Linked DNA regions of Mus musculus: all the other regions are linked to region 1. A link is a contact called in public Hi-C and promoter capture Hi-C data. All regions are on one chromosome and are shown on one strand. The core of a region is the stretch at or near the end of the contact, and the rest is flanking DNA. Distances in the headings are between cores, read along the strand shown.

Evidence for each region. Promoter capture Hi-C pulls out the DNA fragments that hold promoters and counts their contacts. A called contact is a pair of places that touch in the nucleus more often than the background predicts.
Region 2: a contact with region 1 is called in a Hi-C map of muscle stem cells, with 2.1 times the contacts expected there. The contact joins the enhancer-like site here to the promoter of Nhs in region 1. A contact is called at or near these places in 8 of 39 promoter capture datasets (the 3T3-L1 cell line, the HPC-7 cell line, cranial neural crest and 5 more), 1 of 484 Hi-C or Micro-C datasets (muscle stem cells) and 3 of 115 datasets of contacts at active chromatin or transcription factors (all in embryonic stem cells).
Region 3: a promoter capture Hi-C map of the HPC-7 cell line shows a contact between it and region 1. The contact joins the enhancer-like site here to the promoter of Nhs in region 1. A contact is called at or near these places in 4 of 39 promoter capture datasets (the HPC-7 cell line, embryonic stem cells, liver and 1 more), 6 of 484 Hi-C or Micro-C datasets (cortical neurons, embryonic stem cells, myocytes and 1 more), 9 of 115 datasets of contacts at active chromatin or transcription factors (SST interneurons, VIP interneurons, embryonic forebrain and 5 more) and 1 of 9 other capture datasets (adipose tissue).

Annotation. Positions count from the first base shown.
Region 1 is chrX:162,157,220-162,162,382 of GRCm38.p6, reverse strand. Nhs (NHS actin remodeling regulator) reads left to right here and starts at 2,942. Exons shown (of 9, transcript NM_001290526.1): 1 at 2,942-3,550. The coding sequence starts at 2,995.
Region 2 is chrX:162,507,518-162,512,680 of GRCm38.p6, reverse strand. Reps2 (RALBP1 associated Eps domain containing protein 2) reads left to right here. Exons shown (of 18, transcript NM_178256.4): 11 at 1-2; 12 at 5,029-5,074. Among named protein-coding and RNA genes, the nearest start is that of Reps2, 130 kb to the left of the region's middle. Within about 2 kb of position 2,085, at least 27 of the 459 cell types and tissues checked have an H3K27ac peak or open chromatin away from gene starts, as enhancers often do. A contact at or near this core is called in muscle stem cells, where this site is marked.
Region 3 is chrX:161,891,713-161,896,875 of GRCm38.p6, reverse strand. All of the region lies in intron 1 of Nhs (NHS actin remodeling regulator), which reads left to right. Among named protein-coding and RNA genes, the nearest start is that of Scml1, 62 kb to the right of the region's middle. Within about 2 kb of position 2,250, at least 4 of the 459 cell types and tissues checked have an H3K27ac peak or open chromatin away from gene starts, as enhancers often do. A contact at or near this core is called in the HPC-7 cell line, where this site is marked.

The sequences.
Region 1 (5,163 bases), core at 1,693-4,192:
AACAAAAACCAAAATCAAGCCAAACCAACCAAACGAAAAACAAAACAAAACAAAAACAAAGCAAAAGGCCAGGAGCCCAAACCCAAACTGTGTATGTGTGTGTTGGGGGTGGGGGAAGAATGAACCACACAGGAAGGGCTTGAGGTGGGAAGGGAGGGAAAGGTTGCTACTAAGAAACTCTCTTGAAGTTGCTCTCTGATAGATAACATATGAATGCACACGATCGTTTGTATTGATTTTATCTTTGGTGACACTGAAAGAAGCTTTCTTGGAAAGGTCACTGGAAAAAAGAGAAAGGAAAAAGAGGAACACTGAGAATCAAGGAGATCAAAAACCAACACCGAAGTCTTTTATTTTTTAATTCAATGGCATTATTAGCCCATGAGTAGGAGGAGTCCAGGAGAGGAGAAAGTCTTTCCTGTTGTATACTTGAATGGTGCTTTGATTCATTTCGCCTGTGCTAGTCACTTTAGGCTAGATAGTCAGATAACTAGAAAAAAAAAGTTCAGCTTAAATAGCCCTTGGATTCTTCTTTCTTCCCTACCTTGTCCCCCAGCTCCTTAAGATCATCTCTCCTGACCTATGAAAGGAACCAACCAATAATCTCAAACTCCAGTCAGGAGTGAAAGCTTTACATTGCTCATTCACAGGACACACAGGTGGGTGGCTCCCCGGGCTCCAGGGTCAACAGGAGTTCTAGGTGTGGGGAACTAGCTGATAGCAGACTGCTGCCATCAGCCTTGGCAAGTGGATGCCTTACACACTCGTCTAGTATTTACTCTTCACTGTGGTCAGAGAAGTAGGTCCTGTTTTGCCCACCTAGCAGACCCTCCGTCCAGAATTTTGAACATGTTAAATAAAAAGTGTCTAGCTACATTTGAAATTAACCAGCTCTCTGGATTTGTGATGTCAAACACACAGGCTGAGGAGTAAGTAGTTCCAAAGCGTTCTTTTACTTTCTACTAGGAAACCAAACCAAATTTAAAGTAAGGTTGTAAGAATTATGCAGTGAACTGCAATCTATCCTTTGCTTGGGCACATTATTTTGGTTATTTTTCTCTTTGTTATACTCATTTCATTATTACTGTCACCACCACTGTCACCACCTTCATTCTTGTTACTAAATCATTCATGAGGACCTTACATACATCATGATTCTCTACCTCCAGAACCCCAGCTTGGATCTTCTTTGTTGAATAGAGATAGTCCTTCACCAAAAATGAGTTTTGTTTGGGTTATTTATTTATTTATTTTAGGTAGAATAAGAGGGGCTCTGTTGAAGTCTTTGTGACCAAAGTGTAGGCTGATTCAAAGTCTGTCTTGTATGGATTCCTTTTCAAAGCTGGGAGCACAGAGGACAGCCCATTGCATGTCTCGAGGACTTTATTGCTTCCATAAACTATATTTTTCCACGTTCGTTTTAAATACATGAAATGAAGACAACATTCCCAAGATTTGCTTGTGACCTTGAATTTTATTTATGTTATATATTTATTTCACAGTACACATAGTACACATTGTGGAAGGATGAAAACTTGTATTTTACTAACAGTCCCCAAAGTCTTTTTAGATTTTCGGCTGCCACCATGTAGCCTGCACACTACTGCATTTGAAAAATGTAGGCCTTTTAAGAAATTATACCTTTTAGTTAACCAAGGGGAAAACTTTCCATTCTTCTGTGAGTCATCCTCTCTCCCATGGGAAACTTTAAAAACCCAGTGTTGGATTAGCACAGTAGGGCGACAAGGAGGTAATCCGATTCACTTCACTCAATGTGCAATGAATTTTGCAAGTGACTTTCTGGGGTGGGAGGTTGCTCACTAGTAATTTGGGTCTCAGTCATGATGTTCTGTAGAAGGCAGCTCTCAAGGCAGACCAAAACAGGATGCCAGAAAAATGGTATAAACAGTCGTCTGGCCACTCTGGCCATGTGGGAATGCACCCATGCTGCGTCACCCTTCCCAGCTGTCTCTGTGAACGCGGCGCCTGGGGCACTTTAAGGAGCAGCCCAGATTTCCCCTCTAAGAACCCAAAGACTTGACAGAGCTAGAATTCTGAGACAACTTGCTCCAACACGAATCGACAGCATCCCCAATACTTTCCTTCCTCTTAGCTGGCTACCAGCATCTCCACTCTCAACTTGAGGACACCCCGCCCCCACCACGCTCATAGTCTCAATTCTAACCTCTGAGACGGGTTTGAGAAAGTGCCCGCGGTGGAACGCACCAGGCGCGGTCCAGCCACCAGTGACTCCCAGCGGCCGCACAGGGCGCTGCGCCCCTCTCGCCCTGGCCTCCCCCGCCCGGCGTCCGCCCTGCCGCCCCCGCGCCGCCTCCTGAGCCAGGGCTGGAGGCGGATTCCTCTGTCCGGGTTTTCAGAGCGCCTTTCCGAAATCTCCTCCCCGCCCAGAAAGAGAGAGAGATCCCAGGCGCAATCGCTCCCCGGAGCGGCCGAGGGGCGCGCGGGGAGAGGCCTGCGCCGGGGTACTTTCAAACTGAGGCGCGCGCACACACTCACACCCACCCACCCACCCACCCACCTAGACACACACGCGGACAAACACACACACACGCGATCACACACACATACACACTCACTCACTCACACACACATACACACACGCCCATTTATATAGGCGGCGGCAGTGGCCAGGGCGGCGGCAACGGGCTCAGGAGCGATGGAGCTGAGCCGGCTGACCCCGGTTGAAAGCAAGTGAGGAGGACCCAAGCACACTCCGAGATTTCCGTGCTCAGCGCTTGTCATCTTTCCTAGACAGCCGTGCTCCCGGAGGAGGACAGGTCAGACTAAGCTGTGAAGGAGAGGGTGGGCAAGAGGAGGAGGCCAGGTGAGCAGAGGAGCCCTCAGCGTCTCTGGACTGCCCGGATCGCTCCTTGCCGGACTCCTGCCCTCTCCTCGCTCAGGTGGGCGCGCCAGGTCTCTAGCTCACAAGGGTCGCTCAGAGGAGAAGGGAAAGTCGCGGCCCGGCTGCGCGGGATGCCTTTCGCCAAGCGGATCGTGGAGCCGCAGTGGCTTTGCCGGCAGCGGCGCCCGGCGCCCGGCCCAGATGAGGACACGAGTGGAGGCAGCGTTGAGCCGCCGCCGCCCCTGCAGCCGCCTGGCCGGCGGGAAGAGGCCGAGGCACCGGAGCCAGAAGAGCCTCCTCGTGTGCCCCCTGCGCCTCTCCCACTGCCACCTCTGCCGCCGTCTTTGCCGGCGCCGGCCGAGCAGGATCAGCAGCCACCCAGCGAAGCGCGGGAGGCCGGGGAGGAGAGCGTGGCGGGGGTCTCGGAGGCAGCATCGGCCCCAGGCGAGACGTCCGAGGCTTCAGCCGAGGCTGTGCTGCTCATGTTAGACCTGTGCGCGGTCAGCAACGCTGCGCTGGCCAGGGTCCTCCGGCAGCTCTCAGACGTAGCCCGGCACGCGTGCAGCCTCTTCCAGGAGCTCGAGAGCGACATCCAGCTTACTCACCGCCGTGTCTGGGCGCTGCAGGGCAAGCTCGGTAGCGTGCAGCGCGTCCTCAGCACGTTGGACCCCAAGCAGGAGGCAGTGCGTGAGTACCAGCGCCGTCCATCCTCTAGGGTGCTAGGCTCAGCGCCTCACCCTTTTACTGTCTCCACTCACCACAATCCCAGGCCCGAGGCGCCTAGCCTGCTGCAACTTGCACCTTACTCTTGCCTTTCTTCCCTTCTGCCCTGAGATCCACCCCAGTACTCCGGGTTGAGTAGCTGGGGTGGCCCCTGACCGATGCAGGCATGCAGGCATGGAGGGCAGAAAGTTAAAAGGACGGCTTCTGAACTCATAGACACCCTTGGCGTTCAGAATGGGCAGGTGGGGAGCATTTAGGGAGCCAGACAGGAGGTAGAGAAAGAAGGTCTGTCATTTACCACTGGGACAGACATGCCTTTCATGTCCTTGGGAAGAAGGAGGGGGTGCAACTCCTGTAGCTTCCAGGAGCCCACTACCGGGTTGCACTTTTGGGGGGGTCTTAAAAGTAGTAGGTGTCCTTTTAAGATGTCTGTGGGAGACAAGGTGCTTTGTCACACTTGCTGTGGCCTCGGGTGCCCGGGTCTCGTGCCTTTGGAAGGTGTGTGACCTAGTCCAGCATCATTGGCTGGCTGCCTAGAATGAACTCCACTGTGCTCTATGGAGAACCCTGGGAACAGGAAAGGCCTTGATGAGGGCCTGGAAGGAATGCCTGGACCTTGGGGAAGATAAGGGGATCCCCGAGTGTCTTTTCTGCCCTGGGTTAGTTACCTAGGGCTCTTAATGAATGCTCCTTTGGACTATCTGTCTTCTGAGCATCCCACAAACTCTTCTTCCTCCGTCTTAGTGCCTTGTTGCACAAATCCAGACTCAGGTGTGAGCCAGTCCAGCCAGGCAGGTTACAGCGAGAGAGCAAGGACGGTGAGCTAGGAGACGTCTGGACATCTTTACTGCACATTGACTTTACTCTTGAACCACAGTAGACGTCCTGAGAAGTAGTCTCTGCTAAGTACTCTCCCAGGGGCATGCAGTCCTCCCCCACTGGTGCATGGCCTCCCATACCTGGCACCCCCAAACCTGGCAGTGACAGACTCATTTAGGAAAATGACTTGTGGAGCAGAGTGCAGGTCCTTTGGCTCCTAGTTCAGCTGAGATGCTATGGGGAAGGTGATGTCAGCGGCTCTGCCTTACATAAGAAGTCTTTTCTGTTGCTGCAGCAGCTGCTCTGGTGTGAGGTGGTCACCGAATGAGCCAGAGGAGCTTCAACAGCATCTTAGGGGCATTTCCCTGTACCTCTGTCGGGCAGCTCAGCCCAGCTTTTTGGCCTAGCCTGCGGGCTTGGGCATTCCTTTCCCTTACCCCTTCCTCCCTAGAAGAACCCTTTGAACCCCGCCCCAGGAATTCACCGCTTTTCTACAATAACAATAATAATAAGCATAATGAATAAATGATGTGCCAGATCAGTTTTCGCAGCTATAAAAGACCTGGAGTTGGGTTAATGACTAGTTGTTTAAAAGGGCAATTCCGGGGATGAGTTCTGGAAAGAATTAGGATTGCCCTAGGCCAAGTCGTATTTTACTTTTGGGACTGGAAATGAGCACTTTAATTCTGCCATTTTCCCCCCAAACCACCCAACAGGGGCAGGCCCTTCACTTTCAGCAGCGCTGATATTTGGGTAGT
Region 2 (5,163 bases), core at 836-3,335, 350 kb before region 1:
AGGTAGGATGAAACCATTTTAATGTATTCTCTATCCAATAATCTAATTGTAAAATCTCAGCTGTTTGGTGACCTGAAGATTGCTGTGTCTGTGATAGCGTGTCTGTTTGTCTCTAAGTTTTTGGCTTGTGGTTTGTAAAACAAGAAGCCTTAGATTTTATACCTTCTCCGTGTCTTCAGTTAGAGGATGACTTTAGGCTCTGCATTTAGATTTCATTCAGTTTGAGTTTAGAAGTGCCAAATTGGGACAGTGCTTTCTGTGTAAGGTAAGGAACTCAGAATATGGATTAACTAGAGGCCCAGAGTTGATATTTTCATTGGTAAAATGTCAATCTCAAATATCTTTATAATCCTTCCCTACCAGGAAGATATTGCTTAAACATGGAGTAGATTCCAAGGAGGAAAAAAAGGAAGTTATGAAGTCAGTTCCTTGGAGAAAACATGTCTGTAAAACCATAGAGAATTTCTGGGCCTATGTTTTCTTCTCTTCTCTTCTCTTCTCTTCTCTTCTCTTCTCTTCTCTTCTCTTCTCTTCTCTTCTCTTCTCTTCTCCTTTCTTTCTTTCTTTCTTTCTTTCTTTCTTTCTTTCTTTCTTTCTTTCTTTCTTTCTTTCTTTGTTCTTAGAGACAGGGTTTCTCTGTGTAGCCCTGGCTGTCCTGGAACTCACTTTGTAGACCAGGCTGGCCTTGAACTCAGAAATCCACCTGCCTCTGCCTCCCGAGTGCTGGGATTAAAGGTTTGTGCCACCACTGCCTGACAGGGCCCATGTTTTCAACTCTTTCTTTAAAACCTGTTTATTTATTTGTTTATTTTTATGTGTGTTTATGTATATGCCTGAGCACATATATGTGCCTTATATATGTGCAGTGCCCATGGATGCCAATAAGAGGTATTGGATTCCTGGAACTGGAATTACAGATGGTTGTGAGCTGCCATGTGTGTGCTGGGATCTAAACCCAGGTCCCCTGCAAGAATAATAAGCTATCTCTCTAGCCACCTTTAGCTCTCTCTTAATGGTGCCATCACTGAAGCAAGATAAACCCTGTTAAATTCAAGTGGCTCCAGAAAGCCTTTTTATTTAGATCTTTGGTTTTGAGGATCAGAATGAAGTTTCTCCTTTTTTCTTTATTATTATTGTCCTTGCATATTTCAAATGTAAATAATGTTTCTTCTGGTTCACTAACTATCATCTTGAGCTTATTTGTTTAAAGTTTCAACAAAGCAATCAGTAGACTACTGAAGCTTATGCTTATATTTTCCAAATACTAACTTCCTTTGAAGTTTAAAAGCAAAAGTAGGTTGGAGAAAGAGGAAATAGGAGGAGATAGGAAGGACTGCACAGAAGACATTCCAGCCCCCAGGTGATTCTGCTATGTGGCCTATTTGGAAACTACTGCCTCCAAAAAGCAATGCTGCAAAATAGGAAATTAAGATGGTAAATCAATCATGACTCTAAAATCAGTGGGAATTCTCAAGCCTGATTTTGACTTTTGAAATGTGTTTGGATCCATTCTTCACGGTGGAAATGTTCTATTTCCATAGGCCAATTCTGAGCGTCTCTGATTGTGGATGTTAAGGTAGATGCTTTGTAAATTTCATGTCGTGGTATTAGTAAAAGCTATTTCAATTTGGAGTGTTAATTTAACGCTTCTCCTATAGGCTTTGGGAATCCTAAATTTTTCTATTTGTTCCAGAGATTTCAGCACGAGATTAAGTGTTCTCTGAGGCATGAGCCTCGGTTTTCATTTTTAACATTCTTTGACTAGGACTTGGCACCACCAGATAAAACCTAACAGGTGTGCCACAGCACATGAAGTATATCTAAATTTGTTTCACACTGCCTGGGAACATGCTGTGTGATTTTTGATTTATTCTTCCTACTGCTGCCCCCTTCTGGATATAATGCAATCTCTCATGTCAAACACATTTAATAGCCTGTTTCCTGGCAAGTCACCCCAGTTTCCCCTAGGAGATAGGAGAGTCACAAGATGGTAATTATAATTCTGGTAGTCAGTGTACTGGAGACAGTTCCTCTCAGCTCCATTGCAGGCTTTTAGGTTAATCATTAGGTCTGTGTCATCTTCTCTGACTCATTTCCTGGAAAGATGATGAAAGATAACATGCCTGGAGTGCTCCAGGAAGTTGTCATTTTCCCCTCTCTCCAGCTAAATGAGAAGCTGTGATCCATCCATTGGCTTTTGCTTGAGCTTGCAACATAGTATGCCCTTGCCATTTTTGCAGATACTCACATGCACTGGGGAACTGAGTCAGGCTGTCCAGGTGGCAGATGGAAGACTTAACTAGCCTGGTACTGTTGAGGCTTTTGTGGTCTGAAACTTGGGCCAACTTACCAAGCTGTACCTTGGAAACATCTTTGCAGGTAGAGAGGAAAAGTAAGTCTCTGCTCTGCTTCTTATTACTATACATGGTGGCAGTGCTGCTGCTAGCAGTGAAGGGGAGGGGCTGGGTGATAGATGAGGGAATGGAGGAGATTCCTTTCCTTGTTAAACATATCCGACACACTCTCACAATTTTAGTTATTGAATGCATATGTGTTAGTGGAGTCTAGGATGTCTAACATGCCTCATGTTCCAGTCTAGCCTAATTCAGTCACACATAGTGCACGGTAGTAGTTGTCATCTTGCTTCTGGATCATAGTGAAGTGTTCCTGTGCAGCATGGTCTCCAGATTGCTGTGGACAGTTCCAGGTGCTGTTTCGTTGCTAGTGAGCAGCTCACAGACTTTCTGCATCGCAGCCTTTCTTGCCTTCTGCTACCTGCTCCATCTCTGTCTCTTTTTATCCTGTAATGAACTAAATTCAGAATCCAGATTTTCAGGCCTAGAATATTAGGGACCTTTGTTTACATCCTCTACAAATGGAACTGTTTGCCATTCTGCAGGACATTCACGTTCTTAGGACTCCAGCCTTGTTTACCAGGCGAGGGAAGGGCAGCTCAGCTGGTTAGTGATGAGGAGCACTGGGGTCTCTGGACCCCCAACCCGGTCTCTGTTCCTTTCTTCATGGCTCATTCACACCCTTACTCCATTTGTCTGTCTGCCTGTCTGTGTATCTCCCATTAGCAGAGCTCATCCTTGCTTCCACACCCATCCCTGCAGCAGCACAAAGATAATGCTGAAGACAAATGACGAAGGAGTGAACGGTTACCATGGTGTGGTGGGCTGGGAAACAGTGTTTTAGCATGGCTAGGACTTTTGCTCCCGAAATATTTCTGGAAAGCAGTGAGTCTTGAAGGAGAAGAAGGGCATAGAGGAGCGGTGGCAGGCCTACTCAGAGGCAGGCTCCAGCACTGCAGGGAGTCTGGGCACAGATTTGTCTCCTAGCTCCAGGGCAGTCTGGCTGAGGAGGGTTGCCTTTCTTTTCTTCCTGGAGTGGTAGGGACGGACGGACAGACGGTTTGGTCCTTCTTTGCCTAGGAGTGTGTGCATGATATGAACAAGGAGAGTCTCAGTCTTGTTAGCTTTTCCACACTTTTGCTGGTGAGGAGGGAGCTATGGCAGCATTTCATTTGGAAGCTGAGACATGCCTGGGCTCACAGTTAGGAGAAATGGTGTTTTTTTTTTTTTAATGCAGCTGGCCATATGTAAGTAAAGGCTTGCTCTCTAGGGAGTTTGCTTTGTGCCTTGCTGGCATTTATGAGACTTTCAGCTCCCTTTCTTCCTTGCTTGTCTAACCCAAGGATTTTAATGACCATCATCAACCTATGCTGCTTCATACCAGAGGAGGCTTTTATCTTTAGAATGGTGTGGATGAGGACAGAATAGCATAGCAAGATACTTTCTTTTGGATAAATAATGTGAAACAAAGAAACAACTTATATTCTCCCCATTTCACTCTTCCTGTGGATTTTTATGATAAACATTTGCAGCGTTTGCAAAACCATAGCAGAGCTCTGAGGTTCTAAAGACACCTTCTACAAATAAGTGGAAACACAAAAGAGAGCTCGCCACTACTTCTGATGGGAACGTGGGCTCCATGGCTACTGATAGTGAGCATGAGCTTCTGATTTAGGTTTCATTAGGAAAAGTGTGGTTGAAACACATTTTAATCCATCGTACTCTTTGTATGATTTGGTTACAAAGACAGGGGAATGAACCAGAGTATTTTCTCTTTCATATTTTTATAGAGGGAGGTTTTTGAGATAGGGTTTCATTCTGTAGGTTAGCCAGGCTATTCTGGAATTTACCGTGTAGCCCAGGCTGCCCTCAAACCCATGATGATATTCCTGAGCCAGCTTTCCAAGTGCTGGGATCATAAGCATGGGCAGCCACGCCTGGCTATGGGTATTTTCTTATAGGAAAAGCTGCACACCTTTTTAACTTTGTTTTGTAAGAGCTCAGCTTTCTCATGACCATGGTAACCATGGTGCTCTACGCATGCACACATGTATGTATACAAATGTGTACATACACACACATGCATGAATGTGCACAGGCTCTCATTAAATTAGTCTTGGCTGGCTTAACTCAATATATAGACAAAGCTGGCCTTGAACTTGTGGCAGTCCTCCTGCTTCTGCGTCTAGAATTCAGGTATTAGCCACTATATCTGACTCTGGCAATATTCTATAGTTACAGAAGATATGCAGCTAGATATATTCCTAACCTTTGTGGGAGATTGGTTTCAAGTCTATTATTAGACTATCATGGGAGACCAAGAAGCCCTCAGGTGGGAATCTATCATATAAAAAGACAAACTTTTAAGTAGGTTGTCTTTTTATCTTGGAATGTCTCCATTAATCCATTTAGACTTAAAAAAATTTTAGACTTGAGAATGGTCTCTCAGTGTTTCTATGAAAGAAAACTTGCTGGACTTCTTTCCCTCTCTTGCCTTTAACTTTAAAAGTAAAATAAGAATTATCATAGTGTGGAAGCCCCTGCGTTCTCACATGGGTACATCAACCTCAGTTTTGCGTGTTGCTGCGTTCTGTACTAGCCTAGGTGCTACTTACTACCCTGATTAGCTGAGAAATGAGAAGCCAAGCAACCAACAAATAATCTTTTGTTTCAGCAACTTCTAAGGACTACAACAGTCTCAAAGCAAGACCAAGATCCAGGTAGTGTTTATTTAATTTCTCATTTGGTGCCTGTTGTGCCTTTTCCCTGCCTAGAAGTAAATAAAAATCCCCCAAACCACATCCAAATC
Region 3 (5,163 bases), core at 1,001-3,500, 260 kb after region 1:
AGTGGCTGCCTCTGCAGGGCCCACAACTGCACAGTGAGAGCTCAGTGGCCTCAGAAAATGCTGCTGGGCATCTCATGTATATCCCAGGGTGTCAAAGCAAGCAAAGCAGCCAGGCTATAGGTACATTCTGGATTTTAGAGCAGGGTAAGGATTAAAGATAATGAAGGCCAAGCTTGTGGGATGAAGCTGGAAACACAGTGAGTTCTCAGAGGTGTTAGATGTAATGACCATGGAACTGGACAAAATGGTACTTCTAATCATTTTTAAGTTTGGGGAGACAATAGAGAAAGCCTACTTTTTTCCCTTGGAGGCTACCTCCCCCAGCAAGGAGTTGGCTAGTCTAGTCTTCTAGCTCCTTAGCATCAATCAGTGGTTAGGTTTGAGATTTCTCCCATTTTTTAATCTTTAAATGCACCCTTAAAGCCAGGTGTAGTGGCACACACTCATAATTTCAGCACTTGTGAGAGGAAGGCAAGAGGAGAGTTCTGTATCATCCCAGACCATAAAACAAGTTTAAGGCTAGCATGGAAAACTTAGTAAGAATATTTGCCAACCCTTCCTCCTCCTCTTCCTCCTCCTCCTCCTCCTCCTCCTCCTCCTCCTCCTCCTCCTCCTCCTCCTCCAAACAAACAAAGCCCCTGCATCCTAAAGGTACAGTTAGAGTAAAATCAAGAATAGAAATAAAGTGGCCAAATTTTCAGAAAATTTGCTGTGGAGGAAATGAAAATTGAATGGGCTAGAGGAAGCAGTGAGAAGAAAAATAAAGGGAGAGAGTAGCACTCTGAAGTGAGAGGGGAACCCTTCCTAATGCCTCTTCTAACCCTGTTCCTGAAGTAGGGTTTTGCTGCTCTTCAAAGCTTGATCCTACTTAGAGGCTATGGCCTGTCAGGTCTCTTAGATTATAATTTTCTTATATCTAATTCTCCCCAGCTCAGCCCTTCTCTAGGTCAGAAACCTGCTCAAGTGTCACCTTATCATACATCTACCTAGATTGGGTTCTTTAGATGTAGTCTTCCAAGACAATTCCTCAAAATCCAGTAGTTCCTTTGCAAGGTATACCTGGGGAGCAAAGTAAGGGGCAGGAGGAGTAAGGCTGAGGGAAAAGGAATCTGATAGGGAGGCATGCTCTCCAGCAATCACCACGTAGGCAACTGGTGTTCAGGCATACCAAAGATCTTAGGAGACAGTGTAGCACATGCTTCAGAGTTAGTTGTAACTTCTGAGGACATTGCTATCTGCTGGAAGAATTCTTCCTGGGGCAGTAGATGTATCTGGTTTACTCTGCTTAGAGGCCAAGCATTCTTCCATTGTCACAGCAGGGATAAAATTACTTTCAGGTAGAATGTTTCACAAAGTTACAGAAGGCTTTGGAATATTGAAGTGAATGTGGAGGGGTTGTCAGCAAGATGCTGAACATCTGCTATGCCACCCTCTCCAAAATAGCAGCCCTGTCACCCTTGCTCCTCTCTTCCCACTCTCCGCTCACTCAACAGAACTTTTGCCATGGACAACATCTGTATGTTTGTCACCATCTGTCTCTTGTGCTCTACGGAAAGCTCCAGGGAGAGAGAATCTCATATACCCTTCAGCGCCTCAGACAGTGTGGTCAATGTTCAGGAAGGATTACATCTACAAATTAATATTCAGAGAAAGATGGGGATGTGTTACCATCACTTTTATCCTAAGCATGTGTAGCAGTAGGAGATGAGGACATAAATAAGTTGCAGGGACAAAGATAAGTGTGGCACAATGAGAGGGCATGGCTGCCGCTTGAACGTGAGTAGATAAAGAGAATAGCAGGTCACTGCAGTTTCTTGCTCTAATTTTTCTGGGGACTCAGGGATTTTGTTTTTTGCTGTGGACATAATAGCTATTACTTTTGCTCCATCTACCAAATGGAAACAGCAACAACACAGCAGGAGTGTCTTCACAGATTGGGAAATGTGATAGCAAAGCCAAAGACTGGAAGGCAAGAAATGTGCAAAGGACAGAGAAAGGAAGGGGAGACAGCATGCAGGTCGAGGAGGCAAGATGCCAAGGGAAGGCCTCACGGACTCAAAGAATTGAATATGCCATTGAAGTGTTAATTTTTTTTTTTGAGATGAGCTTTTGGAGATTGAGCAACTAAATGTATCTGACTTAGAGCTTTACTTGTAAATCATAAGGCTCTGCTGATTCAGGCCTTGAGATGTGTGCTCCAGGCCACTGGTTTGAAATTAAACCAAGAGGAAGGAAGTTCTGAAGTTCAGGAAGTCCCTAAACAGGCAAACTTCCTTAGACCACCTCAGTGGTGCCTACTTTCTACAAACAGTGGTTCTCAACCTGTGGGTCACCACCTCCACGGGGTCACATATCAGATATCATTGCTTATCAGCTATTTACATCACAATTCCTAACTAGTAGAGCTACAGCTATGAAGTAGCAACAAAAAATAACTATGGTTAGGGCTCTCCACAAAATGAGGAACTATATTATAGGGTCACAGCATTCGGAAGGTTGAGAATCACTGGTGTGTAGGCTTTCAAAAAAAAATCTCACCTCATCAAGACTTGAGAGGATATTATGGTAAGGTGACACAATAGTGAGGGATTGGGAACCTGGACACATCTGTGTGCCACTTGTTGCGGGTGACTTTTGTTCTAAAAAGCACAGACCTTCCTCTGAATGAACAAAAGGAAAGTTCTACTCACCAAATCTACTGGCTTAACAGTCTTGAAAAGAAAGCTTAAAAATCCAGAAATATAGTCAAAATTCATTCTTAAGTAAATAAAATTTCCAAGTTATATTAGGTCCCAGATGTCATCTTGCCAATATCCTTATCTCTCCGTGTAAACATTCTTGAGCTGATACTTAATTCCCTGAAGAATTAACAGAAGTCTCCCTAACAGTCTGTCTCATGTCTATACAAGATTCAATTGTTGTCTTAAATGTAATTCACTGGTAACAATCCGAAACGGACAGTTAGAGTGGTGTTGTATAGTTTGTGTGAATGTTGAAATAATGGTTCTCAATTTTAACTGGACTTACTATATTACATAGCTGTTTTTCAACACGAAAAATTGAAATTCTATCAAAAATGCTTATTGCTTAGGTTGATCTGTTGTTAGAACAAGTAATATGACCCTACAGGTGTCTTGGACCATTGTATGATCTTAAAACTGAGTTTCGAGTTCATATTCCTGACTCATTTGATTTGGTTTTCAGATTGGCATATGTATCTATCTTGACTTGTTTGTTTGATTGTTTATCTATTTATTTAACATGTGTGTGAACATGCCACTATATACATGTGTAGGTCAGAGAGGACCTTCTGGCTATCGATTCTTTATTTACTTTCTTCATTTGGGTCCTGAGGACTGACATCAGGAAATCTATCTTGGTGGCAAGCATTTTTGCTTGTTGGGCCACTTTGCCTTTATTTCTAATCTTTATTACTAATGATACATGGGCCAGAGACTACAAAAACAAATAAGCAAAAGAGTACTATCTTCTTCACCAGGGCTAACTGTAATCCATTCCTTTTCTAATTCTGGTATTTTCCCACATTGGCCTGGCTTTGATGTCTCTGAGTTGGAGAAGCTCTGCAGAGAAAGTCAGTATCCAGAGCTAGAAGGTATTGAGGTGGCATTAGTGGATAAGGTTTGGGCAATTTGCTCTGAGAATTCTGGGCAAGTTGTTCAACATGACCACATACACTCCCATGTTCCCATGTAGGTCCTCTTTAGTGGCCCATAAGACAACTTTGAACATCTAATCTTCCTGCCTCACAAGTTCTGATTTATGCCATACTGGAGATTGAACCTAGGACTTTACTATATGCTAAGAGAGCACTCTATCAACTGAGCTACATTAGTCAGTTCATGCTATTACTTCTCAGCTTACTAGAATCCTGTTCAGAAAAATCATTGCTTATGTCTATATGTTGAAAATGTCCCCCTGTGGTAGTTTCCAAACTTAAGGTTTTACATTAATGTCTTTTGCACATTTTATGTTGATTTGGTGTAAGGTGAGAGATGCAAATCTAGTTTCAGTCTTCTATTTATTGAGATCCAGTTTCCCTAGAATCACCTTGTTAAAAAAAGGTTGTCTTCTCTCAAATGGATGTTTTTGACACCTTTGTCAAGAGTCAGATAGTTAGAGGTGCACAGGTTTGTTTCTTATTACTGTATTCTAGTCTACTGGTGTATGTTTCTGGTTTTGTGCAAATATGTTTCTGTTTGTTATGTACAAATATCTGAAACTGTAGTGTAGCTAGAAATCAGGGATTTTTATCCATCTAGTATTGTTCTTTTTGTTCAGGATTTCTTTGGTTACTCAGGGTCTTCTTTGCTTTCATGGGGACTTTAAAGTTCCTTTCTAGTTCTATGTAAGATGTCATTTTGATAAAGACTGCTCAATCTGTCAATTATTTTTGTACTACTGCTAGTTTAACAATATTAACATTGTGATTCATGAAAACAGGAAATCTCTTCATCTTCTGATGTCTTTGGTTTCTTTCTTTAGTGTTTTACAGATTTCACTGCAGAGATGTTTTACCTGCTTGGGTAGGGAGTATTTTCAGGTGTTTTACTATTTTGAAACTATTGTGAATGGGACTATTTCCTGATTTCTTTTTTAGTGGGTTCACTATTAGCATATTAAAATGCTGGGGGTTTGTTTGTTTTGTTTTATTCCTGTTGCATTACTGAATTTGTTTATTGTATATCAAAGTCTGGCAGAAGGATAACTGACAGTGAGAGCCTAACACAATGTGGGGTTTATTCATTTATTTACCAAGTGGTATTTATCTCTCTTCTAAGCAGAATTGTAATCATCCTCTCTGTGCTTCGTATGACTACTGGGCTATTTACAGTGGAATGGCCCCAGTACTCTTACCAACAGATTCTCCTTACATTTCATATTAATTCAGCTCAAGAAACTGTCCATATTTAAATACTTCTTTTTACCTGAAAATAGAAATTTCATGTAGTTTAACTTAATGCCTTAGCATATTCTGCTCTCTCTCAGCATTTGTTCTCAACTCTGCTGATCCTATCTCTCCACCATCCTCTCCCCAAGCCACAATGGTACTTCCTCCCTGTACTCCTGGAATCAGAAAGCATTTATCTTGAACCAGTGTGGAACTCAGTGTCTCTACAATGTGAACACTTGATCCTACCTTGG